Linked DNA regions of Mus musculus: all the other regions are linked to region 1. A link is a contact called in public Hi-C, HiChIP or PLAC-seq and promoter capture Hi-C data. All regions are on one chromosome and are shown on one strand. The core of a region is the stretch at or near the end of the contact, and the rest is flanking DNA. Distances in the headings are between cores, read along the strand shown. Region 1 holds the start of Nadk2 (NAD kinase 2, mitochondrial). Region 2 holds the start of Amacr (alpha-methylacyl-CoA racemase). Region 3 has its middle 48 kb from the start of Gm19276. Region 4 holds the start of 4930556M19Rik (RIKEN cDNA 4930556M19 gene). Region 5 overlaps Rai14 (retinoic acid induced 14). Region 6 overlaps Rai14 (retinoic acid induced 14). Region 7 overlaps Agxt2 (alanine-glyoxylate aminotransferase 2).

Evidence for each region. Promoter capture Hi-C pulls out the DNA fragments that hold promoters and counts their contacts. A called contact is a pair of places that touch in the nucleus more often than the background predicts. HiChIP or PLAC-seq counts read pairs in DNA pulled down with a chosen protein or histone mark.
Region 2: a Hi-C map of CD8 T cells shows a contact between it and region 1, with 3 times the contacts expected there. The contact joins the promoter of Amacr here to the promoter of Nadk2 in region 1. A contact is called at or near these places in 5 of 39 promoter capture datasets (the C10 cell line, hippocampal neurons, liver and 1 more), 2 of 484 Hi-C or Micro-C datasets (CD4 T cells and CD8 T cells), 5 of 115 datasets of contacts at active chromatin or transcription factors (astrocytes, neural progenitor cells, pro-B cells and 2 more) and 2 of 9 other capture datasets (adipose tissue and liver).
Region 3: a contact with region 1 is called in a promoter capture Hi-C map of liver, with 2.5 times the contacts expected there. The contact joins the enhancer-like site here to the promoter of Nadk2 in region 1. A contact is called at or near these places in 4 of 39 promoter capture datasets (hippocampal neurons, liver, pre-B cells and 1 more) and 1 of 115 datasets of contacts at active chromatin or transcription factors (large pre-B cells).
Region 4: a contact with region 1 is called in a promoter capture Hi-C map of embryonic stem cells, with 3 times the contacts expected there. The contact joins the promoter of 4930556M19Rik here to the promoter of Nadk2 in region 1. A contact is called at or near these places in 7 of 39 promoter capture datasets (the 3T3-L1 cell line, 3T3-L1-derived adipocytes, the C10 cell line and 4 more), 3 of 115 datasets of contacts at active chromatin or transcription factors (embryonic stem cells, large pre-B cells and pro-B cells) and 1 of 9 other capture datasets (embryonic stem cells).
Region 5: a contact with region 1 is called in a FOXA1 HiChIP or PLAC-seq map of pancreatic cancer cells. The contact joins the enhancer-like site here to the promoter of Nadk2 in region 1. A contact is called at or near these places in 5 of 39 promoter capture datasets (3T3-L1-derived adipocytes, hippocampal neurons, liver and 2 more) and 8 of 115 datasets of contacts at active chromatin or transcription factors (embryonic forebrain, embryonic stem cells, epiblast stem cells and 3 more).
Region 6: a contact with region 1 is called in an H3K4me3 HiChIP or PLAC-seq map of pro-B cells, with 6 times the contacts expected there. The contact joins the enhancer-like site here to the promoter of Nadk2 in region 1. A contact is called at or near these places in 4 of 39 promoter capture datasets (3T3-L1-derived adipocytes, embryonic stem cells, hippocampal neurons and 1 more), 6 of 115 datasets of contacts at active chromatin or transcription factors (astrocytes, embryonic stem cells, epiblast stem cells and 2 more) and 1 of 9 other capture datasets (liver).
Region 7: a promoter capture Hi-C map of liver shows a contact between it and region 1, with 5 times the contacts expected there. The contact joins the enhancer-like site here to the promoter of Nadk2 in region 1. A contact is called at or near these places in 5 of 39 promoter capture datasets (the C10 cell line, embryonic stem cells, hippocampal neurons and 1 more) and 3 of 115 datasets of contacts at active chromatin or transcription factors (the SCID.adh cell line, epiblast stem cells and extraembryonic endoderm stem cells).

The regions. Positions count from the first base shown.
Region 1 is chr15:9,069,540-9,073,845 of GRCm38.p6, forward strand. Nadk2 (NAD kinase 2, mitochondrial) reads left to right here and starts at 1,721. Exons shown (of 13, transcript NM_001040395.4): 1 at 1,721-2,226. The coding sequence starts at 1,963.
Region 2 is chr15:10,979,761-10,984,066 of GRCm38.p6, forward strand. It overlaps Amacr (alpha-methylacyl-CoA racemase), which reads left to right and starts at 1,996. Exons shown (of 5, transcript NM_008537.4): 1 at 1,996-2,293; 2 at 3,590-3,733. The coding sequence starts at 2,050. It overlaps Gm34315 (a long non-coding RNA gene), which reads right to left and starts at 1,873. Exons shown (of 3, transcript XR_383838.4): 1 at 1,792-1,873. It overlaps C1qtnf3 (C1q and tumor necrosis factor related protein 3), which reads left to right. Exons shown (of 6, transcript NM_030888.4): 6 at 1-402.
Region 3 is chr15:10,874,603-10,878,908 of GRCm38.p6, forward strand. No RefSeq gene overlaps it. Among named protein-coding and RNA genes, the nearest start is that of Gm19276, 48 kb to the left of the region's middle. Within about 2 kb of position 1,934, at least 39 of the 459 cell types and tissues checked have an H3K27ac peak or open chromatin away from gene starts, as enhancers often do. A contact at or near this core is called in liver, where this site is marked.
Region 4 is chr15:10,712,324-10,716,629 of GRCm38.p6, forward strand. 4930556M19Rik (RIKEN cDNA 4930556M19 gene) reads left to right here and starts at 2,513. Exons shown (of 7, transcript NR_045063.1): 1 at 2,513-2,657. Rai14 (retinoic acid induced 14) reads right to left here and starts at 2,308. Exons shown (of 18, transcript NM_001166408.1): 1 at 2,200-2,308.
Region 5 is chr15:10,684,209-10,688,514 of GRCm38.p6, forward strand. All of the region lies in intron 2 of Rai14 (retinoic acid induced 14), which reads right to left. Among named protein-coding and RNA genes, the nearest start is that of Gm52214, 23 kb to the right of the region's middle. Within about 2 kb of position 2,418, at least 51 of the 459 cell types and tissues checked have an H3K27ac peak or open chromatin away from gene starts, as enhancers often do. A contact at or near this core is called in embryonic stem cells and pancreatic cancer cells, where this site is marked.
Region 6 is chr15:10,660,603-10,664,908 of GRCm38.p6, forward strand. All of the region lies in intron 2 of Rai14 (retinoic acid induced 14), which reads right to left. Among named protein-coding and RNA genes, the nearest start is that of Gm52214, 46 kb to the right of the region's middle. Within about 2 kb of position 1,744, at least 88 of the 459 cell types and tissues checked have an H3K27ac peak or open chromatin away from gene starts, as enhancers often do. A contact at or near this core is called in pro-B cells, where this site is marked.
Region 7 is chr15:10,372,801-10,377,106 of GRCm38.p6, forward strand. It overlaps Agxt2 (alanine-glyoxylate aminotransferase 2), which reads left to right. Exons shown (of 14, transcript NM_001310735.1): 3 at 884-1,068. Among named protein-coding and RNA genes, the nearest start is that of Agxt2, 16 kb to the left of the region's middle. Within about 2 kb of position 2,466, at least 4 of the 459 cell types and tissues checked have an H3K27ac peak or open chromatin away from gene starts, as enhancers often do. A contact at or near this core is called in extraembryonic endoderm stem cells and liver, where this site is marked.

The sequences.
Region 1 (4,306 bases), core at 471-2,970:
AACCCTTTAATACAGTTCCTCATGTTGTGGTGACCCCCAACCATAGTTACTTGGCCATCATTAGGAAGAGAGCACCCTCGGTCTAGCAAACTTTATATGCCCCAGTACAGGGGAAAGCCAGCGCCAAGAAGTGGGAATGGGTGGGTAGGGGATCAGGGCAGGGGGAGGGAGGAGGGTATAGGGGGACTTTTGGGATAGCATTTGAAATGTAAATGAAGAAAATAGCCAATAAAAAATAAAAACAAAACAACAAAAAAAACTTACTCCTAAGTTAAAAAAAAAAGAATAGTGAGAAATTGGTTATGATACCAAAAAAAAAAAAAAAAAAAAGAATTGTAAGTTTGCTACTGTGATGAAACATAATGAACATATCGGATATACATACATCGGATATATGACCCAGAGGTTGAGAACCGCTGAATATATCAGTAAGTGGGAGTTAGGGAACAGGTAAACAACTGGGGTGTAGAAGGCTCTTTCAATCTTTAAAGTTTTAAATGTCCTAGACATGGGAATCTTAAGGACTGAAGTGGAAAACCCAGCAGGGGTTTTCCTGAGAGAATTCAAGACACATCCGAGAGGATGGTGTAATGAAGCAATGTTTTGGAAGAGGCAGAAGAAAGGATCCAAAATAAGATTTGACTAGGATATCCCATTGAGATGTTTCCAGCTAGAAGTGGGAGTCAAAAGTGTAGTTTTCTGTGACGTGAAAGAGAAAACAGGTTCGATATCACAGAGGCATCTGAGTGTCACAAACATGAAATAGCATGCCCGGAATCCAGAGGCCACTTACTGGGAGTGCCAGGATCGCAAAGGAAAGGACGCCACAGCAAGGACCTCAGGGCAGTGGCCACCTACCCTGTCTTATGACTTTCCCTTCATTGTAGCTTTCCCTTTTATTCTTAATCAGCCTACATCTCTATGGTTGTGTAACTGTTCCCACAGACTCAGTAACTTCCCTTGCTCTAGCTTCAAGGACTACCTACCCAACATTCCAAAGTCAGATCAATAATCATCAAACACTGCTCTGAGCTTGCCTACAGGATAAAGTGCAAAACATTTTTAACCCTTCAGTCTGGTCCTACACAGCTTTCCAACCTTATCTCGCGGTCTAGACAGACACACAGGACTAGACAAGACTCCTTCCCTCATTATCCTCCTCCTTTCTCCCTGACAGCACTGCCTCTCTAGGCTGGTGGTCTTTTGGTGGTCACCGGAGCTCGGGCTAATGCTCTGTGATCCTTCTCGGTTAGCTCTAATTCCTCTCTAATAAAGGGCTCGGCATCTTTATTTGCCATCAGGCCCTGCAAAACGAAGCCGTTTGGAGCGAGGTCACCGCCCCCAGCTCTTACTCCAGCGACGGCCACATCAGCCATCCAGCAGACACTGGTTAAAATTTACCCTAGACGAGCATGACCAACTACCCAGAAAGCAAGCAAAAATGAAAGCAACTAGAGGAAGATGCGCAAGAAACTTGCTTTCCCGCCAGGCGCTCAAAACTCCGCCTGCACCCCCAACGCCGCCCAGACCAGTTCCAACTGGATTTCTTCGGGCAGCTCGAAAGCCAAATAGAATTTCGTCCCTTTCCCAGCCCCAGCCAATCCCCGCAGCCCCTCGGGCTCCCAAACCTTCCCGACCTCTGATTAGCTGACAGATCTGGCCCGGGGGCGGGCTTAGAGCGGCCTCCCTGAAAGGGTGAAGAGGGAGGTGGGGCCGGGCCGAGAGGCCACTGCGCAGGCGCCCAAGAAAACGGATAAACAAACAAATAAAACCCACTGCCCGGGGGCCAGCCCGGATCCCCGCCTCCCGGGGCCTCCCGGGGCCTCTCCGCCCTCGCGTGCGTCTGGGCACGTCCCCCCCCCCCCCGGCGCGTTCCACGCACGTCCCCGCACTTAACCTGTGCGCGGCCGGCGCGGTGCTGGCGGCAGGGAGCGCGAGCCTGCACCCGCGGCCCCGCGGATCATGACTTGCTACCGGGGCTTCCTGCTGGGCAGCTGCCGGCGCGTGGCGGGTGGCCGCGCGGCTCTGCGGGGTTCGGGCTCGGGCGCGGACGGCCGGCGGCACTTGGGGCACGGGCAGCCGCGCGAGCTGGCGGGCGGTGGTAGCCCCGCCGACGGCGGCTTCCGCCCCTCGCGGGTGGTGGTGGTGGCGAAAACCACCCGCTACGAGTTCGAGCAGCAGCGGTACCGCTACGCGGAGCTCTCGGAGGAGGACCTGAAGCAGCTGGTGGGTCCTGGCGGGGGACGGCCGGTACTCGGGGTGGGGGTGGGGGGCGACGGGCCACAGGACACCCCCAAAGCCCGACAACCTTCCTCCGATTGCCTGTGGGGCCCCTCGGGCATGGGACTGGGGCGCCCTGAGCCTGCCTTAGAGGGGGCTCCTGGGACCGGGACTTGGGAAGCCACGTGTGTCCTCGCCCCCGCCTCGGTAGCACGGACTCCCATCGCTGAGAAGATGAGGGTTGTTCGCCCTGTTTGTCCTGGGGACCTCTCCCCAGACCACCGGGAGAAAGGAAATTCTCCAGCACAGCCACTGGTGGCGGAGAGAGGGCCGAAGTGCCGCGGTCACACCCCCTTCTCGCCTGGGGACAGAGGCCTGGCCAGGGAAAGCCCTGCTGGATTGTGGTCGCCTGTCCCTTCAGGGTCTCTTACTGCTTGAAAAGCAAGCACCTGGGACAGCGAGGCAGGAAAGCTGACCCGAGATGGGTTTTTGTGTTGGAAGGTCAGAAAAGGAACAAGTATGCCGGCTAATGGGGAGAAGGCATGAACCCTGAAGTAACAGGGCCTCCGCCATACACCGTGTTTGGTGTATTTACTAATAGCGTTGCCAGGTATGCCATGCGTGTGTGTGTGTGGGAAGGATTAAACCCAGAGTTCGAGCTTCCCCATTTTTGAAAAAAAAAATTGATTTTGTGCTACCCAGTAACTTTTGGGAAATGGGCTGTTAGCAATTTATTTAGGAACCCCCCCCCCCACAGTTATGCCTGTAATTGTTGACTCCAGACACCCGAAGGCTTTAGACTGAATTGTATATAAGCATTACTAAGTTATGTACAAGAATAAGTAGGCTGGCTGTTCTAAAATGATGCCCTTACCTTCACATTTTTATTTTAGACACAGGGGAAACAAATTGTAAATCCTTGCCTAGCTGCTGCATCTTGTCAGTATTGTTTGGCAAGTTGACAAGGTAGAAATCAGTGCAAATTTTTCTCTTTCCCCCAAGTGTTTGAAAGTATTTCTAGAAAACATTTGCAGTCTTTAGTAGAGTATCAGCCGTTTGGCTGGCGTAGTTTGTGTAGTTGAGTGAAATGAATGCAATGAAGTGGGGGGGATTGTGGGCTAGATGAGAGTACTTTGTTTCTATTTTGGAAAAAGAGGCGTGTCCTTTTGGTTACATGCCCGACTCTGCAAGGTTCACCTTTTAGAAATTGTGAAATATCATGTATGCTTAGTCTCACACAATTTTATCTGAGCGTCTCTGGATTTAAAATAGTACACACAAGAAAAAGCAAACCAACAGAAGTGAACCGGGACTCTCAGCTCTACCCCACAGAGGGTGGGATTGAACGCCAGGACGCAAGGCTCTCCCTGGTTGGATTGACTGATATCCTTTGTGCTTTTTTTTTTTTTTTTTTTTTTTTTTTTTGGTTTTTCAAGACAGGGTTTCTCTTCTCTGACCCTCATGAGTGAAACAAAACGTTTGTGTTGCAATGCTAGCTTTCAAAAGTTTCACCTAGTTCCTGATGGGTTGGGCTAAATAGCTTCCAAGGTCCGTTCTGGAGCCGGCATTTTGAAATTATTTCAAGGATTCCGGAAGCGGGATGGCGTTTGAATTGAGATTAACTCTTGTATCTCTGCACGAGATGGCCCAAAATAAAACTTCCTAAAATGTAGGGGTAATCGGTGTCTTCAAAAACTTGGAACTCCCTCTTTGAGTAGAGAAGCCTCCTAATGTTTGTCACTGGGTGATGAGCTAGAACAGGCCAGCTTTGAAGTATGGGCTCTACAGCAGTCTTGTGATCACCAAAAGGCTGCAGTTTTAGTGTTTCCCTAACTTACTGATCGGAATTGGTTTTGCATTGATGTCAGGACAGTGTTTGCAGTGAGATTGCTTTAGATATACCTCTGATAAGAACAGCTCAGGAATAATAGGCTTTGTGAAGTTCTACGCCATGAAGGTAGGGACGGAAAGAATTTTATGTTGTTTACTATATTGTTGGGGTCAAACTTACTCATGAATTGGTTATAAAAGAAAATGCCCAAAGTCTTGCTTCAGGCCACTGCTACCCTGGCTACTGTTTTCATAA
Region 2 (4,306 bases), core at 746-3,245, 1.9 Mb after region 1:
GACTAATGTTCACAAATCAACTTTAATATGCCACAGTGTTATAGAAGGTGCTAGATGGTTTTTGCCTAGCTTTCCCCATCCCAGAATCTATAAAGAAAAAGGATTAAATTTGCCACCAAAACACCATTATGCTACCTGCTATAAGTTGACACAGATAGTAACATAATTTGGGGGCTGGAGAAGCGGTTCTGCGGTTAAGAACACTGGCTGTTTCCCAGAGGACTGACTTTTGCTGCCCAGCGTTCACGTGTCACCTTACAGCCATCTTGCCCTCAGATACAACACCCTCTTCTGGCCTCTGCAGGCACCAGGCATGCCTACACTGCACAGACACACATGCAGGCAAAAAACTCGTACCAATTACAAAATAAAATTTAAAAATTTAAAGCTTCTTACTTATTTAATCTTTTTGCTTTAGGAGGTTTTTTGTTTGCGTCTATATATTTTGTTATTGTTGTTGTCATTGTTGTTGTTGCTATTGATTTGGAACAGGGTCTCATGTAGCCCAGGCTAGCTTTGAAATTGCTGTATAGCCAAGGATGACCTGGGATTCCTGATGGCTCTTCTTCCACCCTCCAAGGGCTGGGATAACAGTTGTGTGCCACATGCCAAAAATTCCAGGCTTTATTACAAATAATGCACCATGAATATCCCTCATTTTAAAAATATCTGGACACAATTGCCTATGCATAATTCATATGATTGTTCCCCTGATTAGCTTTTAGAAGAGAATTTTGGCCAGAGAAAAGATCTGCAGTGTTGAGATCTCCTATCACACAGTCTGCTTTGCGGGGGGCTTCTGGATAACTCACTACTCTGGGAGGATTTGTAAAACATTATGCTGGCTAAGACTTGTGATTCATGTGTACATGATCCTGTATGTAAGCTTAAGTCATTCAAGCCACATCTGTACCACTGTTTTTTTGTTTTTGTTTGTTTTTTTTTTTTCAGAAAAATAGAAAGGCAGCAACCCTGATAAAATGTTAATGTCTCCATGTGGAAGTCAGCCATACCTTTCCATGAGATTTTTCCATTCCAGTTTATCAAAATGCAAAGGAAATAATAGGACAGAACAAGGCTGGAGCAAGGGTAGGCACTTGAGACAGCATCAGACAAGCAGAGAGCATTAGGGACCATGTGGAAGTTGTCTGCCTTTACCACGAGGCTGCTCATTCTGAGAGAGCACAGACCCCTTTCCCTGAAATATCTTAAAACTCAGTAGCTGGTTAAAAGTGTTTTGGCTACAACTATGTAGCATTTCGCCTTTGCTTTTATTATCTTCCTCACTTGTTAAGAATGGGTATGGGAGATTTCTAGCATTCAAGTCTGGCTCTATTCAGTTTCCTAGAGCTGCATCTGGCTACCTGCAAGCTCCCCCCATTACTAAGGGAAAAAGGACCTGTAAATGAGGATGGAATATTTGTGATTATTTTGTTGCATTTTAAAGGCTGAAAAAAGTTTCTAACTCAAAATTGTAACTGTCCGTAAAACTGACAGCTGACAAACCAAACTGACTTCTAAAACTCTCCCATTTAACCTGAGATGAATAATTCTGATATCCCAGACTCTTCTAAATGCTGGGATTATCCGCGTGCACAACACCGGCGTTTTAAGCGGTGCTGGACTCCGCGCACGGATTTAGCAACTGGTCTACACCCCTGGCCCTATGGGCATCTAGGAGAGGTTTCAAACAGTTGCAGGATGACAACTAGTTTTCAGGGCGGCGAGGGAGACACCCAGTGGTTGCCTTCTTACATTGATCTAAGGAGTTGAGTGCCTTTAATCACTTACTGGGGGGTGAGGGTAGCGATTCAGGTGGCTCGATGAAAGTGTCCGAAGAGGACTCGCACAACATGGGGTCAAGGACACAACTCATGACCTAAACCAAAGTTGAGCAGCTAAACCAACTGATCCAATGCTAGGGTGGGCAGGAAGTGCGCAAGCGCGCAGCCTTCCCGGACGGGGCGGGGCGAGGCGGGGTGCAGGGGGCGGGGCAGATAAACTGTGGCTCGGGCGCCGAGCCGCTCCGCTCTCACCCTAAGGCTGGCCATGGTGCTGCGTGGCGTCAGGGTTGTGGAGCTGGCAGGCCTGGCCCCGGGGCCGTTCTGCGGAATGGTCCTGGCGGACTTCGGCGCCGAGGTGGTGCGCGTGAACCGGCTGGGCTCCACGGGCGAGAATTTTCTGGCCCGAGGCAAGCGCTCGCTAGCGCTGGACCTGAAGCGCTCTCAGGGAGTCACGGTGTTGCGGCGCATGTGCGCACGCGCGGACGTGTTGCTGGAGCCCTTCCGCTGCGGTGAGCCCTGCGGTGCTGCGAGATGACATTCCCTCCTGCCCGATTTCTCCCAGCTTCTCTGACTCCTTCTTAAGACTTTTAATTTGCTTGATTCCCCCCCCCCCAGATTTGCCTTTATTATTTGGAGGTATTGAACCGTACGAGAATCTAGTGCAAGAGATAGACTGAAAAGCTTCACATAGGAATAGAGTCATTGACCCTTTGATATGTGATATACCCATGCTCTAAAGCCATTCACAGACCATGGTTAACCTTTCTCTAATTGCTGGTATTTCCAAGTTCCAGCTTCAAGATCACCTCATTTACTTTGGGCCATATGAAAACATTGTTTTAGTGCTCTGTAGACAAACGACCAATTTGTTAACAGTATCAGTTTTGAGCACTTGCATGCTTGGTGGCATGCACCTCCATCCGACTGTACATTGGTATTTGCAACTGTCACAAACCCTGAACCAAATCTGAAGGCATTCCTTCTGTATTAGCTCAGAGAATCCATTCCAACCAGCCCCTTACTAATATTGCCTGGTAGATACCAGGACGACAGTAAATTTGACAATAAGTGGGACGGGAGTGGGTGTCTAGGCATATTTATATTTAACTCTTTTAGTTCTCACAAGCATATCTGAGGACAGTACTGTAACATTTAAGATTATGTCACAATGTAAAAATGCTCCAATTGAAGATGAGGGTGGGTCAGTGTGATTAGTTTCTTCAGTTGACTCTTAATTCTGACAACTTTCACCAAAATCACAACAAACACTGTTAGTATCACTTGCAAGAGTGTGTTTTTGGTTTGCCCCGTAAAAGGAATTATTCCCATCTTTGATTCGTGCTCTCTTTAAAAACAAAACTGATAGGTTAGGGTTATTTTTCTGCGTGTGAAACGAGCCAGTTCAAGCCAGATTAGATTATATTAAAGGCAGGTTTATTGGGAAGCTCCTCTCTAGCAGTTCACTGGCCCTAAGGACCAGGGAAGTGTCCATGGGGAAAGGAAGGATAGGGAAGGAGAGAGAAAGAAAGGTCATAGGGGGGGGGGGAGGAAGAGGAAGAGGAGGAATGGGGAGCTTAAAATGTCTGGATTGTATAGAGAAGAGCCTCTTGGGGAAGAGCAGCCCAGGTCTGGGATGGAAAGTTCAGGGTTGGGGGCTGGAGCATATGCCAGGAAGGAACTGAGGGGTGCTGCGAGGAGGACCTGGAGCCAGGTCTATTTTGATATGTGATATATGCACCTCAGTCCTTGTCCCAGGAGCAAACAAAAACAACAACCACAAAACAATTGATTGCTTTCCTCTAAAGGTGTCATGGAGAAACTCCAGCTTGGGCCAGAGACTCTACTGCAGGACAATCCAAAGCTCATCTATGCCAGGCTGAGCGGATTTGGCCAATCGGGAATTTTCTCCAAAGTAGCTGGCCATGACATCAACTATTTGGCTTTATCAGGTAGGTTTGAAAGGCTTTTCTAAAATAATTTGAACTGGCTCCAAAATCAGGAAGTACAGTTACATTGCTTAACAAGGGTTTTTTAAACATTTAATTATTTTTCATTATGTGTGTATGTGGTTATATGCATGTGAGTATGTATGCTGGTGAGAGGGTCCTGGATCACCTGGAGCAGGACCATGGTAGGTTGCAAACCCTTCTAGGTGGGTGCTGGGAATCGAACTTGGGTCCTCTGGAAGAACAGTACATATTCTCAACCACTGAGCTCTCTTTCTAGCCCCAGCCTTGATTAACACGAATTTAAAAATGTGAAGATGTTAATGCATCTGGCAGAGAGAACGTGGTTGTTAAAACGGGTTGATTTGCTAGAACTGCTGTCCTTAAGCTCTGTCCCCACCCTAACCCATTTGAGGGCTAATAATCAGTAGTAGCACTGGTTTCCTACAATTGGGAAGTCAGTTTTAAGGAAGCCCCGACTAGGAGTGAGAGGCAAGGTAATATGATGGCTGGTCACTCTACTTAGTGGGAAAGTTGATTCAGTTTGATTCTGACATTCCTTCACCACGAATCACT
Region 3 (4,306 bases), core at 684-3,183, 1.8 Mb after region 1:
CACACATACATACATATATATGTATATATATATCAATGAAAATAAAAATAATAATGATGAAAATAAAAAACAGTAGCCTAGAACATGTATTGAGAGCCATGTTTTATGGCACTCATCAGTAAGCAACATTTTTTTCAAGATTTTATGTGTGTGTGTGTGTGTGTGTGTGTGTGCGCGCGCGCGCACACACGCGCACACGCGCACGTACATTATCTGCATGTATACCTACATGCCAGAAGAGGGCATCAGATCCCACTGTTGATGGTTGTGAGCCACCACGTGGTTGCTGGGAATTGAACTCAGGACTCCTGGAAGAGCAGCCACTGCTCTTAACCTGAACCATTTCTCCAGCCCCCAGTAAGCCTCATTTACACCTGTCTCCTAAATTGAGGAATAATGAACCTAGGGCTTGCAAGAGCAAAACAAATTATCTATGTTCAAGCAGCAGAAAAGTTGTCCTTGACCCGGAGAATCCCTGCTGTAATCTCTGTGGCACATAGTGTGCCATCTGATGAAGAGGAAGTCTATGACCGAAGTAGACACAACTTATGCTCAGGAGCTAGAAAAGTTGCCAGGAGAGATGTTCTCTGAGCAGTTGGTAGCACTCAGAGATGGTGGTGGTAGTGTTGGTGAGGTCTCAATAACATGGCTGAAGTTATATGGAATAATTTACTCACTGTCTTAAGACACACAATAAAATACTATAGACTAGGTGGCTCACAAATGATAGAAGCCTATTCTTCACAGCCTTGGAGGCTGTCAAGTCTAAGACCAAGTTTCTTGGAGTTTCAGTGTCTGGGGATGGTCCAGGTCAGCCATCTTTTTACTGAAACTTCACAAGCAGAAGGGGAATGAGATTTCTCTTTGGACTCTTTTTTTTTTCCCCCTGTGGACACTAATGCTATTCTAGGTCTTTGCTCCCATAATTTAATCATATCCTAAGAGTGGTCAAGTTTAGACAAGTGACTTTGGGAGGGACATGAACATTTATTTGTTTGCACTCACATTTCTTACTGTTGGTGTTATCTGTTTGCTGCCTGGCACTCAAGCGGCTATGAAGTGGCATCCTTTTTCATGCCTGCTGTGGTAGTATTAGACAGGCCCACAAATACTCTGACAATCTTACCTTTGATCTGCAGAGCTTAATTATCTTCAGGTCAATTATCTTTTAAATGTGGGTGGTAATAATGGTGACTCATTTCTAAATAATCAAATAAGACAGAGTTCTGGTATTTGATTCCCAACTTTAGGATATGAAGACATTGTGGTGGGGTTTGATCTATTTCTATGGGTTCAAATGCTAAATTCTGCATCCCAAGATCTGGTTGCTCCAAGACGAGCAGATTCTCACATACATCAGCCTTTGTTGTGTAAACCTTACCACCCAGTTATTCCTGATTGGTTAATAAAGTTGCTGACAGCCACTTGATAGCTGGGCAGAAGAGATGCAGGCAGGCTTTGGTTTCCAGGCTTGGGATCACTGGTAGGGACAACCAGGAGAGATCGAGGAAAGGAGGAGGAGGAGGAGGAGGGGGAAAGAAGTCACCATGGGGTAATATGGACACAGCATGTGGCTGTGAGACCTGGCCTGACGAAGCAGGAGCAACATCAACGAATATGGCAAGTAATATACTGGGGCTCAAGGCATGAGAACAGAGAAAATACATAAGAGGGCTGATGCCTGCTAGCGCCAGTGCTCTGAAGCTTATTATAATTCTAAGGGTCTCTGTGCCTTTTCTTTGGGTAATAGCTGGTTAAAAAGTAACTGCCACCATATTAATTTTCCCAGTATTAGTTATTAACCTCGGAATATTTAAATCACTACATTGTGGTTTCCTCTTTCTGTTTCTGTTAAGTCACTTACTGTGGGGGGAAAACCAGCCTCCATGACCCTTAATAGCACTACTGAGAAAGTCACATGGCATGGAACAAGCCGAGCCGGAAAGGAACTGAAGACTTCTGCCAGCAGCATGTGAGCAGAGTTAACTGCTCGGAGGTGGGTCCTCTAGCCTGTCAGTCCTCAGTGAGGCCAGTCCTATCCGATATCTTTATAAACCTCAAGAGGGATCCTGAAATTAGCTGTGCCAGTTCCAAATTACAAGCCCACAGACAGCCATGAACAATAAACACTGGTTGATTTAGGGTAATCTGTGAATGAAGAAGAGACAACCAATGTGTCTAGACTCAGGGATCATAAAACATCATTTGCTGTATTCTATTTAAGTGAGTTTTTAGAGCCAGCCAGTCTCAAGAGAAGATACTGATGTAAAAACTGGAGAAAAGAAATGGAGTCATGGCTTAAACTGTCCTAAAAATGGGCAAGTTGGAAGATGGTCAGAAAATATGAAATAAGCAAGTCCTTTGTAGTAGGTGTAGTTGCTATAGTAAAACAATCATCTATGCGATTTCCTGTGAAATTTCTATTATTCTATTGGACCATGGAGTCAATGAGAGCAGGATTTTCATATCTGTTTTGTGTTCATCCACTCTTCCCAAGAGACTTGTACAGTATATAAGGTATGTGATATGCTCACAAAATACCTTACGAACAAACACATATGACTGGTCAGGACAGAGGGAACATATATCTGATCCTGTAAGTTTTCTTTTCTTTTCTTTTCTTTCCTTTTTTTTTTTTTTTTTTTTTTGGTTTTTCAAGACAGGGTTTCTCTGTGTAGCCCTGGCTGTCCTGGAACTCACTCTGTAGACCAGGCTGGACTCTGCCAGAAACTCAGAAATCTGCCTGCCTCTGTCTCCCAAGTGCCGGGATTAAAGGCGTGCGCCACCACTGCCCAGCTCCTGCAAGTTTGCTGTTTTGCTTTGTTATGTACACACCAGCTTTCTGAATGATGCATAAAAATATACCATTCAAGCTTTACATTTGTGTAAAGTTGTCTGCTATTTACTGCATTGTGACCCTTAGCTACTGAACCATCTCTCCAGCTTTTAGTTATTTATATTATTTATGTGTATGGGTGTTTTGCCTGCATGTATGTCTATGTGCCGCATATGTGCAGTGCCCAAAAAGGCTTGAAGCGGCATCAGATCCCTTGGAGCTGGAGTCCCTGCTGGTTGGGAGCTGCCCTGTAAAACTGAACCCAGGTCCTCTGGAAGAGCAGTCAGGGCTCTTATCTGATGAGCATTGTCATCCTTTTAAGATTGCTCAAGTTTGTTTTCTGTTGCTGTGGTAAACTCTGTGACTCAAAGCAACTTGGTGAGGACAGGGGTTTATCTCAGTTTGCAGTTTGAGTCCATTGTCAAAGGAAGCCAAGACAGGAATTCAAGGCAGGAGCTTAAAGCAGAAACCACAGAGGAAGGCTACTTACTGGCTTACTTGCTTCCTCACTGGGCTGCTCAACTCCCTTTCTTACAGAGCCCAGGTGTCCCTGCTCAGGAGTAGAACTGTCCACACGGCACCTGCCCACATTAATTAACAATCAAGAAAATGTCCCCAGACATGCTCACAGACCAATGGGATGGAGGCACTTTCTCAGTTGGACCCCTGCATCCAGTTGTGTCAGGTTGACAGTGGAAGCTACCCATCCATCTCATGTACAGGGTCTCCTGAAGAACACAATGTGAAGTGATTTCTTAAAAAAGGATTGCATGAGCGAAGATCTTAAATTTTAATAGTGACTTGATTACTTTTCTATGCATTACAAAGCCCAGAAAGCACAAAGTGTGCTAAAGGGAAAGGGTGGTCAGTTGACCAGGCAGCACTCAGATAGAGCAACCGCGGCAGAAACCAATGAGTGGGGTTGAACTTGTATAGTAAGAGATGGAATCTTTAAGGGTAATTTGGTTTTATTTGTTTGACAGAAAGTGAAAATTCAGCTCAGAGATACTAAAAGGGTAATAGCATGTTTTCCTTTGCTTAAGAATTCTGTTTTTCAGTTGCTCATAAACACGTATACCTGACAGATGTATAGTATACCAACTATCAATGCATGATATCTTTGTATCACCCTCTGACCAACTTTGAAGACTTCAAGTTTCCCTAACAATAACAGAGGAATGTTTTGCTGCAGTGGTAAGACCAGAATTGTGGTTTATTTACTATTTCATGAAATTTGCTCCTTGATATATCTTAGGTTAGCTTTGATCCTCTTAATAGCCATTTGCCATCCACCTTCTATATCTGACCTAATATTCTCTCAGTTACTAGGTATGGTGCTTTGAATATGCTTGGCCCATGGAAGTTGCACTATTAGGGGGTGTGGCCTTGGTCAAGGAAGTGTGTCACTGTGTAGGCAGGCTTTGAGGTCTTAGTGCTGAAGCTCTCTACACTGTGTGGAAGAGGCTCCCC
Region 4 (4,306 bases), core at 1,263-3,762, 1.6 Mb after region 1:
TTCAAATCTCAGTTTCTCTACCTGTAAAGTTGGGTGGCTCTGGGGTGGGAGTTAACATGGCTGCAACATCCAAGTTAGCATACCACAGGCCCTGCGCTTGACAGCCAGTAACAGGAAAAAGGATCAAAGCGGCCATGTTGCCCAGCAGGTACAGAATCTTTCTGCCAAGCCTGAAGCCCTGAGCTCAGTTCCCCAAACCCACGTCATAGGAGAGAACTAACTGGACAAGTTGTCCTCCCATCTCCACAGCATGTACTGGTGCTCACATGAAAACATACAGGTAGACATCCACACACACATACATACATGTGCATACAATTGCACATACACCCATTTCTCTCTCTCTCTCTCTCTCTCACACACACACACACACACATACACACACACATACACACACACACACAGAGCAAACAAAAACAAGGGAGGCAGTGTTTGTACCTTCTGCTTACACACGTTAAGAAGTGGGAGTCTGGAGACAGTAAACGTTAGGGGCCACTATATTACTTTTTCACCGAATCCCCAGTGACTGGGGAGCCCATTCTTAGTCAGTTTTACTATGACAGCACAAAGATCTTTGAACTGGGCTATGTATGAACTCCTACACTGCCCTTTAAAGTCATAAAAACACATCTAAGGATGCAAATGTAAATAATACAATAAATTCATTCACGAAGCATCTCCACAGTTGGAGAAAAAACTGACAGCCCCGCACAGGATGTCTCTCCCAGTACTTAGTCAACAAGAATGGGATTTCTTCTGATAAAATTGGCTGTCTTATAAGCCTAAGGGAGAAAAGACTCCGATAGTAAGTTATCATTAACAGTTAAAAATTAAACCCATCAGTCAAAAACAAAACAAAACGACTCGCTTTCTCACGTGTAAGCAAGGGCCCAGCACTGGTGGGACAAAGCGAAGTCCAACCTCCCTGGGATTCACAGGCTTTTTTCCAATTCCGTTCAAACCCATAGGAGATGCAAGTTCTCGCTAAAAGAGCAAACGCTAGATCCGCTAAAGGGACAAACCTTGTTCTTCTCTAGGCCAGCCTTCACAACCTTGAGATCTCATACCCCAGACAATAAGCAGTCTTCTAGTCCCAGGCAGCTCTGCTCTGCGCTATTCTTCCTAAAGCCGATAGCATTCAAATCACCAGAGTTCAGAGTGAAGGGAAGGAGCAGGTACGAAGTGAGTGGCCTTGCATCTGCATACTTGGTAACGACGTAAAGTTGAGCTGAGCTGGGCTCCTTAGAAAAGAAAGCCTGGCTTTATATAAAGCTCAGGCCTCTGTGAGGTCACCCCTGCCTCTTTAAGTCACAGTGGGCTCCATCTGCTTTAATCTCCCCATCTGTTGCCTTTCCATACTTAACCCCCCTCCACCAAAGGAAATGTGAAATCCAAAATGAAAAACTACTGGAAACTGCAGAACCTAAACTGGCGACACAAACTGGCCCAAGACAGTAGGCGAGAGTTGAAAGAAGGATGGATGCTTGCCCTCCCGGACGGGTCGCGAAGGATGCCGACCTAAGCCCAGCAGCTTGGAATGTTTCCCAACTCCAGCATCCTCCTCCCTGCCCTCCTAGGAGCTGTGGTGGGGGAAAATGACAAGGAGAGTTGGGGGTAAGGGGTAGTGGCAGGCCCAGGGTGGTCTCGCCTGCGCCCTCCAGACAGCTCACCAGCTCCCTTGAGTCCGTAAAGGAACAATAGCGGACTGTGGGTCTCCAGAGCCACCGGGCGTCTCTCGCTCCCACCTCCCGTCTCCGGCTTTTCCAAGTTCAGTCAAGAGGTGGGTCGAGCCAGGGAGCAAGGACTGGGGCACCGGACCCGGGGCAGGGCACGAAAGTGGGACGGGCTGCCCCGGGGGCGCAGCCACAGCGTCCTCTCGGGTCCGGTCATTCATTCCCACCCGCGCTCCCTCCGCAGACACCCCGCGCCACTGTCCCGCACCAGACCGCCAGAGGAGGCGAACCCCCTTTCCAAACTAGGTCGCACCTCTCTCTCTTTCTGCCAGATCCCCACTATCCTCCCGTTCCTCCACCCCACCCCCCCTTCCAACTGTCTTCCGTGGTCAGTGAGCGGCCAAAGCTCTGTCCAGACCAAAACTCCCGCCCGCTCCTCTCGGCGCCCGGAGCTCTGCGCAGCCCCAGACACAAAGGCGGGGACCGAGTCCAGAGCCCGCACCCCAGCCTCGCCGCCGCCACTCACCCCATCCAAGCGGCGGCCTCAGCTCCTGGCCCCGCTGGCCGTCCCGCCCGCCGCTTCCCCAGGAAAGTGCGGCTGCCGGGCTCGCTTCCTGCTCGGCTTCCTGCGCTGGGTCCCTCCTCCTCCTCCTCCTCCTCCTCCTCCTCCTTCTCCTCCTCCTCCCGACGCGGGGTCAGTGGGCGCTCAGCTCCGGGGCTCCGCCGGCAGGGCGGGGGCAACGGCAGCACCACCACGTGGCCGCCGGGCGCCGGCCCCCGACCTGGATCCCGTGGGCTCCAGGAGGGAGTTGCTAGCCACTCCCACTCCGCGCGGCCCCAAATTCCGGGAGTCAGGTGACCTGGCCCCGGAGCTGCTCCCTGGACCTGCGGGAGGTGCTCTGCGACCGCCCACGCCCCGGCCCGCGGCGCGTCCCGGACGTCCACGCTTGCGTTTCTGCGGATCGTGGGAATCCTTCTGCGTGGGTCTGTCTCACACCTTAACTTGAAGTTAGTGAGATCCGCGGTATGCGGGTTCCACCGCTGGGGTAGGATAAGGGCTCGGAAAAAGTACTTGTTTCTGGTCAGTTTCCAAAGTTATCTGTAGTCTTAGGAAAAGCCGAGTCACCGACCCAAGCCCCCTCTGAACCAGACTGAGATCGGTTCCATTTCCAGTGTGAACGAAAAGAAAGTAAACCAGAATGTACTTACATTTTCTGGGCTAAACCAGTTGGTTGGAGCGACTGTTTCCTAACACTCCTCAGGTGTAAGACAAAACTTAGTTGTGTTCTGCTCAGGGCTTGGGAGACTATCTACAGCCTGGACTGGCCGGCTAGATAGGGGCAGGAGCGCCCTCAGCGGGGTGTCTTGAGTTTGGAAGTCCTGAGATCCGGTAAAGCTTCCCTCCCCCAGACCACCAGGACCGGACCTCTGAACCGAATCGACCCTTCCATTAATTCTGAGGGTTTGAAATCTCACTATTATTCCCCTAATTTAAGCAGGGATTTTAGTCCCACTAGCCAGCTAGATCGTAAAAAGTTTGACTCACCAAAGCTCCATGGGACTCCTGGTTGGTGTTGTGTCTTTCGCACAGAAAGGTTTCTAGAGTAAGCAGATCCTAGCTATTTTTGCTAGGATCGCCTGTAAGTCCACTGAAGTAAGGAGGAAAAACAACCAGTTCCAACAGAAGTGAGAGTCACCCTAACAGCAATCAGTGTACAGTATCTTGACTTTGTGTGTTACCATCGGATCGGGTGGTTTGTTTTTTTTTGTTTGTTTGTTTTTTTTTACCCCACCCCTTCACTCCTTTCCCTAAGAGAACACCTTGCCTTAGCTTTCACAAGCGAACTTGCCAACTAGAAAACAAAAGCTTCATCTTTAGCTCAATAGTCTTTACTTCCTAAGTACCATACATCAAAAAGAATCCCTGGGGGGGGGGGGCGGGGCAGGGGAGTGGGAGTGGGGAGCCAATTCAAAGCAAGATACACACTTTTACACATGTGATGTGGAACTAAAAACCACACTAAAAGAAACAATTGACAGCACCCTGTGTAGTGTGGGCCATTTCTTCTAACCGGGTTTTGATCTTGGGTTCTTTAATCAGTTACCAACAGAGTATTTAAGTACCTTCTACCGATCCTCCAGCTGGAGGAAAGGTAACCACCTGTGGATCTGCTTTTTGTTGAATCAGAGGCAGCTGGGAGGGTGGTACAGCCTGTCAAAGGCTCCTTTGGAAATGCCAGTGTGTGCATATTGTTTAGGAAACCGACGACAAACTGTAGTTAAACTATTCAACAAGTGTCTCTCTAACCAGCCTTTCATCACCCAAGTCTTCGCCTCTGCTTATCTTTCCTGGTCACCTGAAAAGACCCCTTTCTCACGCTGCCCTGTTCCCATAGGTGCCTTGTGTGCTACCCTCATTAGTTTATAACTCAGCCCCCATCAGCAAGTTTGATGTGTGTGAGGCACTGTGTGGAGGGGAGACTGTGCCAAAACCGTTTGCAGATTCAATCTTTTCAAACTCAAAATTAACACCCAGTGTACTCTAGAGTCTTCAACCTTCCTTAGACAACCCTCAAAATGCTTCCTCCTGCACAGAAATCGGTTTGGGGTTAAGTAACGTCTTCTCATTGTTT
Region 5 (4,306 bases), core at 1,168-3,667, 1.6 Mb after region 1:
TGGGCTTATTCTAGCAATGAACAGTAGGCAAGGTTTTATTTAATACAGTTTGAAGATTCCAAATTTACAAATGCTAATGCCCTGTGTAAGCAGATCTATACCTTCACATAGTGCAACATATCCTGTAAGTAAAAACCCAGTTCCAGGCCTGCCATTTATCAAATATGAGACTCATGCCATAAAATTCACTTTCAATCAACATACCTACTTTCCTTCCTTCCTCCCTCCCTTCCTCCCTTCCTTCCTTCCTTCCTTCCTCCCTTCCGTCCGTCCATCCGTCCGTCCTTCCTTCCTCTGTAAAACGCTATCATTAGATGTTCATTACCTGACAGGGTCTGAACATAAATGACAAGGAGTATGCAAACTTGGCACTGTGTCTTGTGCAGGTGGTGAGCTTGTAACAGCACAACAATGTTTCTCCTTGTTGTCATGAGGAGCTGTCACCCCAGGTCTGGGAAATACCCTCATGAGAAAGTGCCTGCTGCACAGCCTTGAGGACATGTGTTTGCATCCCTAGCACCACGTAAAATCCAGACACAGCATTATGCATGAATAACCCCAGCACGGGAATATGGGGAACACAGGAGGAGTTTGGGAGCTCGCTGGTCAATCAACCTCATCAATCAGGCACACTCTGGGTTTAGTGGGAAACCCTGTCTCAAAAATGAATAAATAAGGTGTAGACACTTAATGTCCTAGTCTTCACATGTGTGGGTGTGAGCATGTATGTACGTACACACACACACACACACACACACACACATACACACACACACACACACACACACGGAGGATAAAATTTTTTTAAATGTGGGGGCAGCAGTGAGGGCTCAAAGGAAGGTAAAGAATGCTTTCTGTGGGATCCAAGTTCAATTCCCAGCGCAGACATCAGGTTGCTTACAACCACACTCCAGCCCTAAGGCATCCAACTCTCTATTCACACACACACACACACACACACACACACACACACACACACACACACACATAACATTTTAAAAGAAATATTTACTCTCATTTCTGTGCATTAGGCTGGAACACTCACGGGAATACTGTCATGCCCTTCCCTCCTTCTGAGACACTGAGCGTCATCCACAAGATGAAGGGATGAGGCCTCTTAACTGCATGTACTCAGTGGGAAAAGGCAGGAGCTTAGAAAACCTATTCTAGAACAGAAATGCATTACAGGTTGAATGGTGTAATGTCCAGAATATTTATGTAGACGTGCTAAAACCTCCACATCACAATGTTATCTTACTTAGATTAAGAGGTAGATTTAAGGAAAAAAAGAAGGAAAAGAAAGCCTACATGTTATTGTAGTTTAAAATGAGGTCAATGGAATTGGCCCTAATCCAATACAACTGGCCCTAATCTAATATGTATCCTTATAAAACCTAGGAATGTGGACACATACATGCACACAGAGAGAAAATAAAGCAAAGACGAAGTCTAGAATTGGGGTAACATGGCCACAAGCCCAAGTTCCCAGTAAACACCTAGAATCCTGGAGAGGCATGCAACAGGCTCTCCCACACAGGCCTCTGCACACCAGCCCTACCACAGTTCCAGCCTCTGGACCCAAGAGACAATAAATTCCTGTTGTTTAGGCCACCCAGCTTGTAGCGCCTTGTTATGGCACCTGGCCAATTAACACAAGGTGAGATCAGGCAGCAAGCCGATTCTCTGTTTCAAAAGGGCTGACAAGACCTGGAAAGTATGCAGCCTGAGAAGAGCCTACCCAAGTCCTCTCGGGTCTCCTGTCTCCACCCAACGGTCTCTTCTCTCATACCTTTTAAAGCTACATGTCTACAAAGAGATTAGCTTGAGACTGGCCAAGGCCTGTATAGCTACAGAGTGCAGTTTTAAATACTCCCGGCGTGTGCACACGTTCATACAATGAATGACTCAGGCATCTGTAAGGACTTATTATAAATGACTAAAAACTCCTTGGGAAAAAAAAAAAAAAACACCTTGGCAGCGATGTCAGTTTTCGACCTTCATGTGAACCATTATCTCAACAGGCAACAGATTCGGATCCTGACTGAGCAGGATATGTCTGGTTCCTCAAGATTCAGGGGGTGTGGGCATTTCCTTGGCTCAAGGCTGCAGTCTCCGGGAGCTGCTACATCAAGGTATGCCATCTACTTAGTCTTTTCCAATGCAGTCCCTTTAAACTGGCTGCTCTGATTTTTCTCCACGCTATGTCCGCTGCGAGTTCCTAAGTCTAACAGAACACATACCTGGGAATAAAACTTTCACAAAAGCAAACGCACACCCACAGAGTAAGGGCTAACTCACTCGGCCACTTCTCAAGGCTTGTTCCAAAGGTCTTTCAATCCCATGTCCCATCCTCATAGCCACACCCCAAGTTGGGATGCTTGTCCGGGTTCCTCCAGCCTTACTGTGTCTACTGTCAAGGGCAAATGTTAAGATCCCACATGCTGAGCCTCGGCTCCCCCACAGCCCCAGCTTCATCATTTCCACACATGCCAATCCCCTTGGTTGAAATGCCACCTTTCCAGAGCTCCCAAAACTCTCCGACTCACAGTGTCCCAGAGCATCTGCCACCAGGCTTCCCAGCCTGAGAGTCAGTCCCCACAGCTAGCCCTGGTTTTCTGGCAGAGCCAGCTAGACTCACCTCGAAGGCCCATTTGGCATCCGTGCTCTATGTTTGCTTTGTCCTGAGTATTTGAGGCTCATGTTGACCACTCTCTTCCTCCCTAGGCTCGTCAGCTTCTTGGAGTGGGGGTTGGGGATGTGGGAGACAGATTCCCGGCATAGCCAAGGCTAGCCTTGAACTCCCCAGTCCTAGGTTTATCACAGCCAAGGCTGGCCTTCAACTCCCAGTCCTCTTGCTTCCACTTTCCTTGTGTTGGCCAGGTTTGTACCATCACACTCTTGTTTTCAGACAAAAACAAAACAAACAACCCTCCCCCCTGTAAAAAAAAAAAAACCTCTACAGTTTGCATTACTTGTGTGTCTGCCTCTCTAGTGACTTGCTCATGTGTAAGGAAGTCCCAAATGAAGTTACTACTACACACTGAAAAATAGCTTCTACTACAAAAGCACCGCCTTGGCCTCCATAGAGTATAGCATCCCAAGTATAGGTAGGAGTCTGTCTAACCACAGCCTACAGCGTCATACTGAATCCCCAGAGCTTACAAATAAGCCTGCCCTAGTCAGGGACCCAAACTGAAGCAGCTTCCAGAAAGCACCACCCTGACTGAACCTCCACCTGCACAAAGGTCCTGGAGTAGCACAGCCGCCTGAAGGCCACCCATGGAGAACTCCTTGAGGGCACCATCACCCTCCTTGCTTACTCCAGAGACTTCTCAATAGCCACAAGGTGACCTGGCTGCAGCCCTCCCACGCACAGCACAGCCTGGCTGAAACGCGATCACATTAGTGGGTCACCTGTCTTCTCTTTATGTAATCCTGAACCTGATCTGCCATCCTGGGCTCCCTACCCTTGGAAACACAATGAACTCTTTCTTCCCTTTCTGTTTCACACAAAGACAAGCAGGACCGTGGGGCGTCTGAGGCCGCAGGACACTCAGACACCACACGCACGCAAGCTTCAGTAAAGATTACAGTTGGGCTCATTTAAATGAACACCATCGTTGGTAAACCTGTTTTCTGGTCAATACGCAACCAGTGATACATATGGCAGGTACCAAATACAAGTGAAAGGCATGCTCGTAAAAGCGACCTCTCCCAGGTCCCTTCTTCAGAGGCTCCCTGCATCTTTCGTCTTTATAATCTGTAAGTTCCTTAGCAGAATAAAGAAGTACAGACCAACTAGCATCTAAGCATCAGGCCCCGGAGATGTGTGTCAGGCCTCCAATAAACAGCATGTCTACCAAGCCTCAATCCCAGTTCAGAGTCACTACCATCTCATAAACCAAAATCTCCATCCCAAGCCCCTTTCTTCAGGAAACCTAGACTTCCAACACCTCGCTGCAAAAACTGGTTCCACAACGTAGAAATGGCTGCACGTCTCCGGGACCTCAGTTCTTTAATCTGAAAAACCAGGGAGACCTATCCCATGAGGCTGGTGGCAAGGACACCTCAGGGGCCCGGTGGCGTACAGTTGCATGAGTTGCACCAGGATCAGCATGTGGCTGGCTAACAAGCAGGTTTGTTTGGAAAGTGCTTTCTTCTTGTGTTTTTATTCCCTCCATTTAGCTATCCAGTGATGTAATTTGAGGAAACAATTTGGGATAAATTTGGGAATAAATTTATAGATGGGTCTTACTCCATTCAACCAATTTCCTTTGCTCTCCTTCCCGAGGGCCACTCCTCGAAC
Region 6 (4,306 bases), core at 494-2,993, 1.6 Mb after region 1:
TCTCTGAGCTGGAGGCTTCCCACGGCAACCGAGGAACCTCTCCGAGGGTATAGCGGGAAAACTGCACTAGTAAACTTACCATCTGCTCCCATACTATGCCACAATACTCCACAAACATCTCGGGAAGATTCCTGTCCTCATGCACTCTTCCAGAACCAGCTCCCTAAACCCGGAGGCAGAGGGCCTGTCTATTTCCTGGGCTGACATTCTCAACTGATGGCCTGCGTCATGAGTGATGACTTCTGTAGCTATGCTATGGAAGGAGACAGAAGCTTCTACCTGGATGTCGCTTGGGATGCTTGGTTCGGGAACCCGCTATCATGCTTGGAGAAAACTCAGGCCACATCAAGGTCACAAGGGTTCTCTTCAGAAGCCTCAGCTAAGAACATAGGTGACAGCTAGCATCTAATACCAGACAGAGTTATCTACCACCAGACAGAGTAATTAAGCCTCAATGTGATTCCAACCAAAACCTTCAATTCAGGGATGGAGAGATGGAGATGGGTCAGTGGTTAAGACCTCTTCCAGAGGTCCTAAGTTCAATTCCCAGCAACCACATGGTGGCTCTCAACCATCTGTAGTGAGATCTGATGCCTTCTTCTGGTGTGCCTGAAGAAAGTGACAGTGTACTCACATACATAAAGTAAATCTTAAAAACAAACAAACAAACAAACAAACAAACAAAAACCCTTCAATTCAACTGTCTCCGCCCACCATGCTGTAAATGTTATACACCATTAAATGTAGTAGTAACCATTCATTGAACAGTCCCCACCATTACAGGAAAGATTTTTTTAGTCGTGGAGAGACAATGCTGGGATTGAATGCAGGCCCTTGCACACATCAGGCAAGGATACCACCCCTGAGCTACATCCCCAGAGCCATTTAATGTTGATTTTGCCACTCTGAGCCTCAAATCTGTCTTGAAAGAAAAGGGAGAGTAAACAGGAGGGAGAAACACAAATATTTAAGTGTCATCTTCCTGTGCCAGGCACTACACAGAGTACAATGAAACTTCAATTGTGTGAAGCGTTTTCAAACAGGGGTTTCATTGCTGAAACTACCAGGAACCATCTAGTACATATTGTCTTGTGTATGAGCATGCAGGCATAGTGCACTTGGACTACTGTGACCACAGGGAAACATGGGTGTTGCAAATGAACGGCATTCCATCTGCTTTTGGTGACATAAATATGGTTCCCAAGAGTTCAATCTTGAACTATGGTCTTTGAGCGTGGGTGCCCTATGCCACATCCATTAACTTGCCTATTTGTGCTTCCCATTAAGTGCTGGCCAACAGAGAAGACCTACCGCCCAGCAATTCCCACTCCCACACCCATAGCTGGGACAGGCAGGCAGAAGGTGTGAACTCAGCTCCCCCCCTCTCGTTTTCTCTCCCAGCCTTGCACATCTGTCTTTCAAGGCTATCCCACTGAGCTAACATTCAGCTTCTCTCTCCCGGGGAGCTGAAGGTTAGAGCTGGAGGAGATGGTGGTGACAGGTCTGGGAACAACTTCATTACATCAGGAATGTGGAGTGGGTTCACTGCCCTGAGCAAGGGCAGCCAGCTCTTTTCAGATCTGTGTTAATGAAGCAGGAACGTCAACACCCAGTGTTGTCTAGAAAAGCTTCCTTCCTACAATTAGACCAGCAGCTTCCCAGCTCACACAAAGGAGTGCTGAGCAAAAGGGGTGCTAAGCAAAAGGGGTGCTGAGCAACAGACAGGATGAGGGTAACCCCAACCTGTCAAGTGAGACAGCTGGAGTTCCACTTCCTCTTCCTGTGGCTCTTGTTCCAGCTACAGCAATTAGACCTCACACCCATGAGGCCTTGCTTCAGGACTTCAGGGCCTAATGTGTGAGCACTGCTACCACCACCCCTTGAGGATCCTTAAATCACTGTATTCCAGGAGGGTGCTTTCCCAAGTGGGAGAGGCAGAAGACAGGACACAGACTATAAAGCTGAAGGAAAATTTGTGTCACACAGCTGAGAGACTCCAATTTACAAAGGTGCATTTTATTGAAACGGCACTTCAGTTTTTCTTTTAAAGCCTGTCTAACTGTGTCCCAAGACTCATCATGTCTACCTGTGAGCTACTCATCTCTGGTTGAATGGAGAGAGGCAAAGAAGAATGCACTTCGTAAACCTTGATTCTCCTTATCATTAACTTTAGGCATGTGAACAATTCAAAGACATTCTTTGCGGGGACTCTTTAAAAAAAAAAAAAAAAAAGTCTGAAAACCAACCACGGTTATGCACGGTTTAATTCACAAACGAAGAAAAAAAAGTATGTCTTTGATTAATTACACAACTGGAATTCACCCTCCCCTCTTCTCTCTCCATTGCTGGATGTATAAAATGCAATATGCAGGGGCTGGGGATGGAACCCAGCCGGGAAAGGGCTAGCCTAACATCTGCACAGCCCTTGGTGTGATCTCCCGTCTGCATCAACCAGGCATGATAGCACACCACATCTTTAATTCCAGCACTGAGGACACGGAGGCAGGTAGACAGGAATGTAATCCTTGGCTACACAGGGAAGCCTGGCATAGGTAAATAAGATCCTAACTTACTAAAGAAAGGAGTAGGGGTAATGTGGGGAGATGGCTCAGAGGTTCAAAGCACTAGTCATACTCAAGGGACTTCAGCCCCCAGAATCCAAGGAAAGGCCAGGTGACCTGAAAGTCAGCCTTGAAAGGCAGAGAGAACTATCAAAGGCAGCTCTCTCTGATATTGCCTCACCAAGCTCTGAGTCTAACTGTGACTCTGCCTCAAGGAATAAAGTAGATGAATGATGATAGGTTGAAGACCACCAAACATTAACCCCAAGCCTCTGCACTCAGAAACAGGGACATACACATGCACAGTCACCACCACACACACAAACACATGTGCACACGCACAAACACACACCCGCCACACATGCATGCAAACAAAAAAGGAAAAAAAAAAAAAAGGAATGCACAACTTTAGAATTACATGCTGTTATCAGAAATGCTGACCATAGCCGGGCAGTGGTGGCAGATGCCTTTAATCCCAGCACTCGGGAGGCAGAGGCAGTCGGATTTCTGAGTTCGAGGCCAGCCTGGTCTACAAAGTGAGTTCCAGGACAGAGAAACCCTGTCTCAAAAAAAAAAAAACAAAAAAAAAACACCAAACAAAAAAACAAAAACCAGAAATACTGACTAAAGATAAGAAAACATTCATCCATTACAAAAAAAAAAAACAAAAAAAACAAATTAGCTGGCTGTTCACAGGAGGAAAGTGTGGGGCTGGAGCCTACACGATTCCCTGTTTCTCTCCCCTGGGATATGATCCATTTCCCAGCCACTGCAGAAGACAAACAGAGAATAATCTCAACTGTGGCATCTGATCTCACCACGTGCTCTCTGTTGCTCTCAGAGACCGTTCTAGGAAACAGGAGAATGTAAGAATGTGGGAAGACTATCCTAAGAGGTGAAGACATACTAAAAGCTAGCCAAAGCTACTGAGTATCTTGACTTCCCTCTCTGTTTTCTCTGGATAGAGACCGAATGGCACACTCCATAGATACAGGACAATGGCCCCAATGGACCTGCTGCTCCATGCTGGGGAGTCTCAAACTATATCCAAATGCTTCTCTATTGTATATCTCAACACTCGGGCACTTAAACCAACATATTCCTCCCTCCACTATTCTTGGGAGGCAGATTATCTGCCTTGTCTCTGGGCACAAACAGCTCCAGATGGGTGCTATCAGGCATTCCCAGGGTCAGAGTTCTTTAGCCTTCACATTCCTACAGAATAAGAAATGTGGTTGTTTTTCTTGGGCTGTACTCTAACTGCCCAAGCACTGCATACAAACAGAAATTCCTGCCAGGAAATTCTTTTTTATTCTTTTTTTTTTGTTTGTTTAATTATTATTATTATTAAGTCTCATTTCCTTTCAAGTGTCTGGTCTTGTAAGAATTCTGGGAAGATGAACAATAACATCCTAAATTTATAGCCAAGGTAGCTGTGATTCATCCATCCATTTCTTCATTCATTCGATGAGGGTCTGCTGAGCAACTCTCCTGTGCCAGGCTGGAATGTCTGCCGTGGCACACCCAGAGCACATTCCTCACAAGGGTACAGGACCTAAACAAGCAAGTCTGCCACCATCAAACTCGAAGCACGTCATGAAGAGGACGTACATAGTAGTCAACATGACAGGATGGGGAAACCTGAAGGGTGATTTTGTGTATATATATATATATATATATATATATATATATATATACACACACACACACACACACATATGTTCTGGAAGGCATCAAGTGACATC
Region 7 (4,306 bases), core at 1,216-3,715, 1.3 Mb after region 1:
GTTTTGTTTTTCTGGGTTCTGTATTTGAGATGGTTTTTCTCTATGTAGCCCTGGCTATCCTGGAACTTCCTATGTGGATCGGACTAGCCTTGAACCCACAGACATCCAACTGCCTCTGCCTTCTGAGTAATGGGATTAAAGATGCCAAAACACACACACACACACACACACACACACACACGCATGCACCATGCACACACGCACACATGTGCACACACACACATACACATGCATACAAATATATTCAGAGAGACAAAGAAAAGTTCTGTGTGAAACTCAGTGATAAAGCACAAACTTAGCATTCACGTGACACTGGATTCAATGGCCAACATTGTCATGATTTTGTTTGTTTCTTTGTTGTTGGTTTTTGTTTAAACCAGGTCTCTCTCTCTCTCTGTTGCCCTGTAGCCCTGGCTGTCCTGGAATTTACCTACCTCTGCCCCACAAGTGCAGGAATTAAAGGTGAAGGCCACTATGGCCAGCCATTGATTTAGTTTAGGTTGTTTGTTTGTTTGTTTGTTTTTGTTTTAATTTTCGAAAACCCATAACAACACAAGTGACATTAATTTGAGCACTTATTTCCAAGCTGTTTTATTTTCATGGTAAAGTCGACTTGAAATGAAGGCTTCTGGTTGAGAGGTGGAAATTCCAACTCCCATCTTCACGTGTACCCTAGGAAGGAATCATAATTGAAAAGGAACACTGTGACTTTAGTCTCTGGCTAAACACAAAGGACTTCACTTTAACCAGAAAACACTGGGTAATGTACCCATCTGAGAGCCTATACAGGTCGCTAAGACAATTAGACCCTGGTTAAACTGACCTGCCCTCAATCTTGTAGAACCCAGGACTAAGAAAATAAATTTGACTTTCTCTATCCTAGTCCCTGGCCTACAGCCGTGTGCTGGCGATTCACAAGCAGCATCTTTCTCCTGTGGATACAGCCTATTTCCGGAAGCCTTTGCTACTCCACCAGGGACACATGGAGTGGCTCTTTGATTCTGAGGGAAACAGATACCTGGACTTCTTCTCTGGGATTGTCACTGTTAGTGTTGGTCACTGCCACCCGTGAGTATCCTTTTAAAAAAAGAAAAAGAAGAGAATTTTTAAAATCCAGAAAAACAAGAAAACAATCATTTGTGTAACTCAGAACCCTTAATTTCTATATCCTGGTCTTAAATTATATCTGTTACAGGCTGTGCTGACATGCACCTACATGCTTTCCTCTGTAAAGAAACAAACAAACAAACAAACAAACAGACTTGATTCTGTACTTATGGAAGCTTTGATGGTTCCTAGTGCACATGCAGCATGTGAGTCAATGTCTCTGTATGTTTCTTGATGAAGGAAGCTTTCCAAAGACAGGGATACACCAAGAGAAAGGGCAAGTGGAGGTCCTGTAAGGCAAACACAAAGACAAGAGAATGGGCCCGAAGGATGGCCCATGAGAACTGCTACATCCGTGATGGTTCATCTTTGCAAGCTCTGAGAGATTGATAAGGAATGAAATTAAAACAGAGAAATGCAACCCCTTGGCTGCAAATTTACTTAGAAATGTATGAAATAAAGTTGAGATTGTCTGGAACTATGACCAGCTCCCACACACACAGAGTCTCAGGGCACTCTTCCCTGATCCTCTGGGTTTCTATGTGGTCATTCCATTTTTTTTAAATTTTATATATGGGGGCTAAAGAGATGGCTCAACGGATAAGAGCACTGACTGCTCTTCCAGAGGTCCTGGGTTCAAGTCTCAGCATCCACATGGTGGCTCACAACCATCTATAATGAGATCCAATGCCCTCTTCTGGTGTGTCTGAAGACAGCTACAGTGTACTCACATACATAAAATAAATAATTCTTTAGTTTTTTTCTATATAGTGTGCAATTTTATTAAAGGTATGATGATGCTTTTTAAAGTGTTTTTAACTAAAAGACGACTACATCACTTCCCCCTCCCTTATCACCACCAGCCCCTCCCTTAAACCCTTCTCACACTTCACCTACTCTCAAGTTGATACTTTTGTTTGATTATATTTGTTACATAGATATGTATGCCCATATATACATATGTGTGTATACACATATTAATATATACATATATATTATATATACACATATTAATATATACATATATACTAATTATATGTAACATATATTCATATATATATATATGAATACAACCTGCTGAGTCTTTTGTTGTTGTTGTTGTTGTTGTTGTTGTGCATACAGATTCAGAGCTCACACTCCACACCAATAAGGAGGCTCATTCCTGGAGTAGGTTAATTCTCCTTCTCCCAGGAGACAATGATTCCTGTAGTTCTTTTTCTAGGAGAGGGAATTTCCCCCTTCCGTGTTAACATGCTCATTGATATTACCATTGTTCTGGTCTTGTATTTGCAGCTGTTTCTAGGAGAGGTTGTTTACAGCTGACTGCTGGCTTTCTGGCTCTTACACTCTTTCTGTCCCCATCCCCCCCACACACACAACCCACGCCCTTCTGCATTGTTTACTGAGCTGTAAATGGTCTCTTCTCTCTTGCCCTAACAAATCTGGCAAGTGAAGCTAAAGTTAGGTGGATGCTGAAAAAACAGCATAGACAAAGTAAATTGTATTGGTTGAGGTTTTCCCATCAAAGCAAGGGCCAAGGGAATTCTCCTGAAACTGCTAACAGGAAAAGAGAAATGGCTTGGGCCTCCACACTCAGCCTTCTCCTTCTCTATTCCTATTCTCTCTCCTGTTTTCAGGAGGTACAAGTCCCAGGGAGCATACAAGCTATTCACAAGTGCTTCAAGGCAAAGTACACATAGTTACTGTAAACAGAACAAGATAGGCTGAGTCCCCACAACACAATGTCTCGGGCAGTGTACGGTTCTCACTCACTTTCATGACTTTATACAGCTGCTAATCTCCACCTGACCCTGACTCTGGGGATCCCAGTCTTTATCTTTATCTCTGTCTCTCCTCTCTTTGGTTTTTCTCTCTTACCATCTCACCGCATTCCTATCACTACCAACCCCCTCCTGCCCTGTTTATTTAGCTACATTTTCAACTGCTTTATTTAACGTGTTATCTTCAGCCCTGGCCCCTCACCAAAAGATAATAAGTTGAATACAGTCAGAGAGGCATCAGGATGCCCCACATTACTCAATACTGTACAGAATATCTCCCACCCCAACATATTCTAAGACTAAACCCATGATCTCCACAAAACTCACTTTTTTCACTCAGCCACTTATTCAAGAGACACATGTGAAACATCTGCTGGAGAGTCAGCAGTACCCCAGAGTTATTTCTGGAATTTGTCCAGTGTACTAGACAAGCGTGTCAAAGTTGTCTTTGAGTTTTCCTCCTTTTCATTTCCTACAGCCAACCTGGTGCCATCTGAGATCTGAGACCTGCGCTGACAACTCCCTCATCCTCAGAGTTCCTCTTCCCACTGATCTCATTGACACAAATGTTTTCAGAACACTTCTGCTCTCCAAAGGAAGGCCACCTTGCCCACCTAGCTGGCCACCACATTACCAGTCATAACCCATGTCCCCTCCATCCCACACGTCATGTGACTGTCAGATTTACTTCTGTCATCCGGGATGTTATCAAGAGTCTTATCTCTTTAAAAATTTACTAACACTTTATAATTGTCTTAAGTGGGGTTTGTGGAATAATAATAATAAGAGATGTTCCTTGGGAAAGAGCTCCAGGAAAAGATAAAAAGAGGATTAATAATAAAAGAACTAATAATAAAAATATAATCATAAAAGCATAATAAAATTTAAAATAATAAAAATAAATAATAAAAATAATAAATAACTAGTAATATACTGTATAAAATTACATTATATATAATTATATAATAATAATTAAATATAATTATGTGTTATATTATAATTATATACTATAATTAAATATAATCATATATTATAGTTATATTATATAATTAATAAGAATATAAAGTATCTTATATATGATATATAGTATATCATATATAATAAAATATATAAATAAAATATAATAAAAATAAATAATAATAATGAAAAATAATATAAGTAATAATAAAGATTTTTAAAGAGAACAATAAAAAAGAACTATGGACTCTTCCTCTCTCCTTCTTAGCATTATACCAAGCAAAAGTACTATCAAGTCCCATAGCCAAAGAATTTGTTTAGCCTGGCATTTCTCAAAATTATTCGATAGTTGAACTAATTTTTCAATGTATCAAATATTAATAGCAAAGATAATGGTGTGGATCAAACACCAGCCACTGTTGCCCTTTCCCCGCCTTCCCAAGACTCTCCTATTTGGGCCC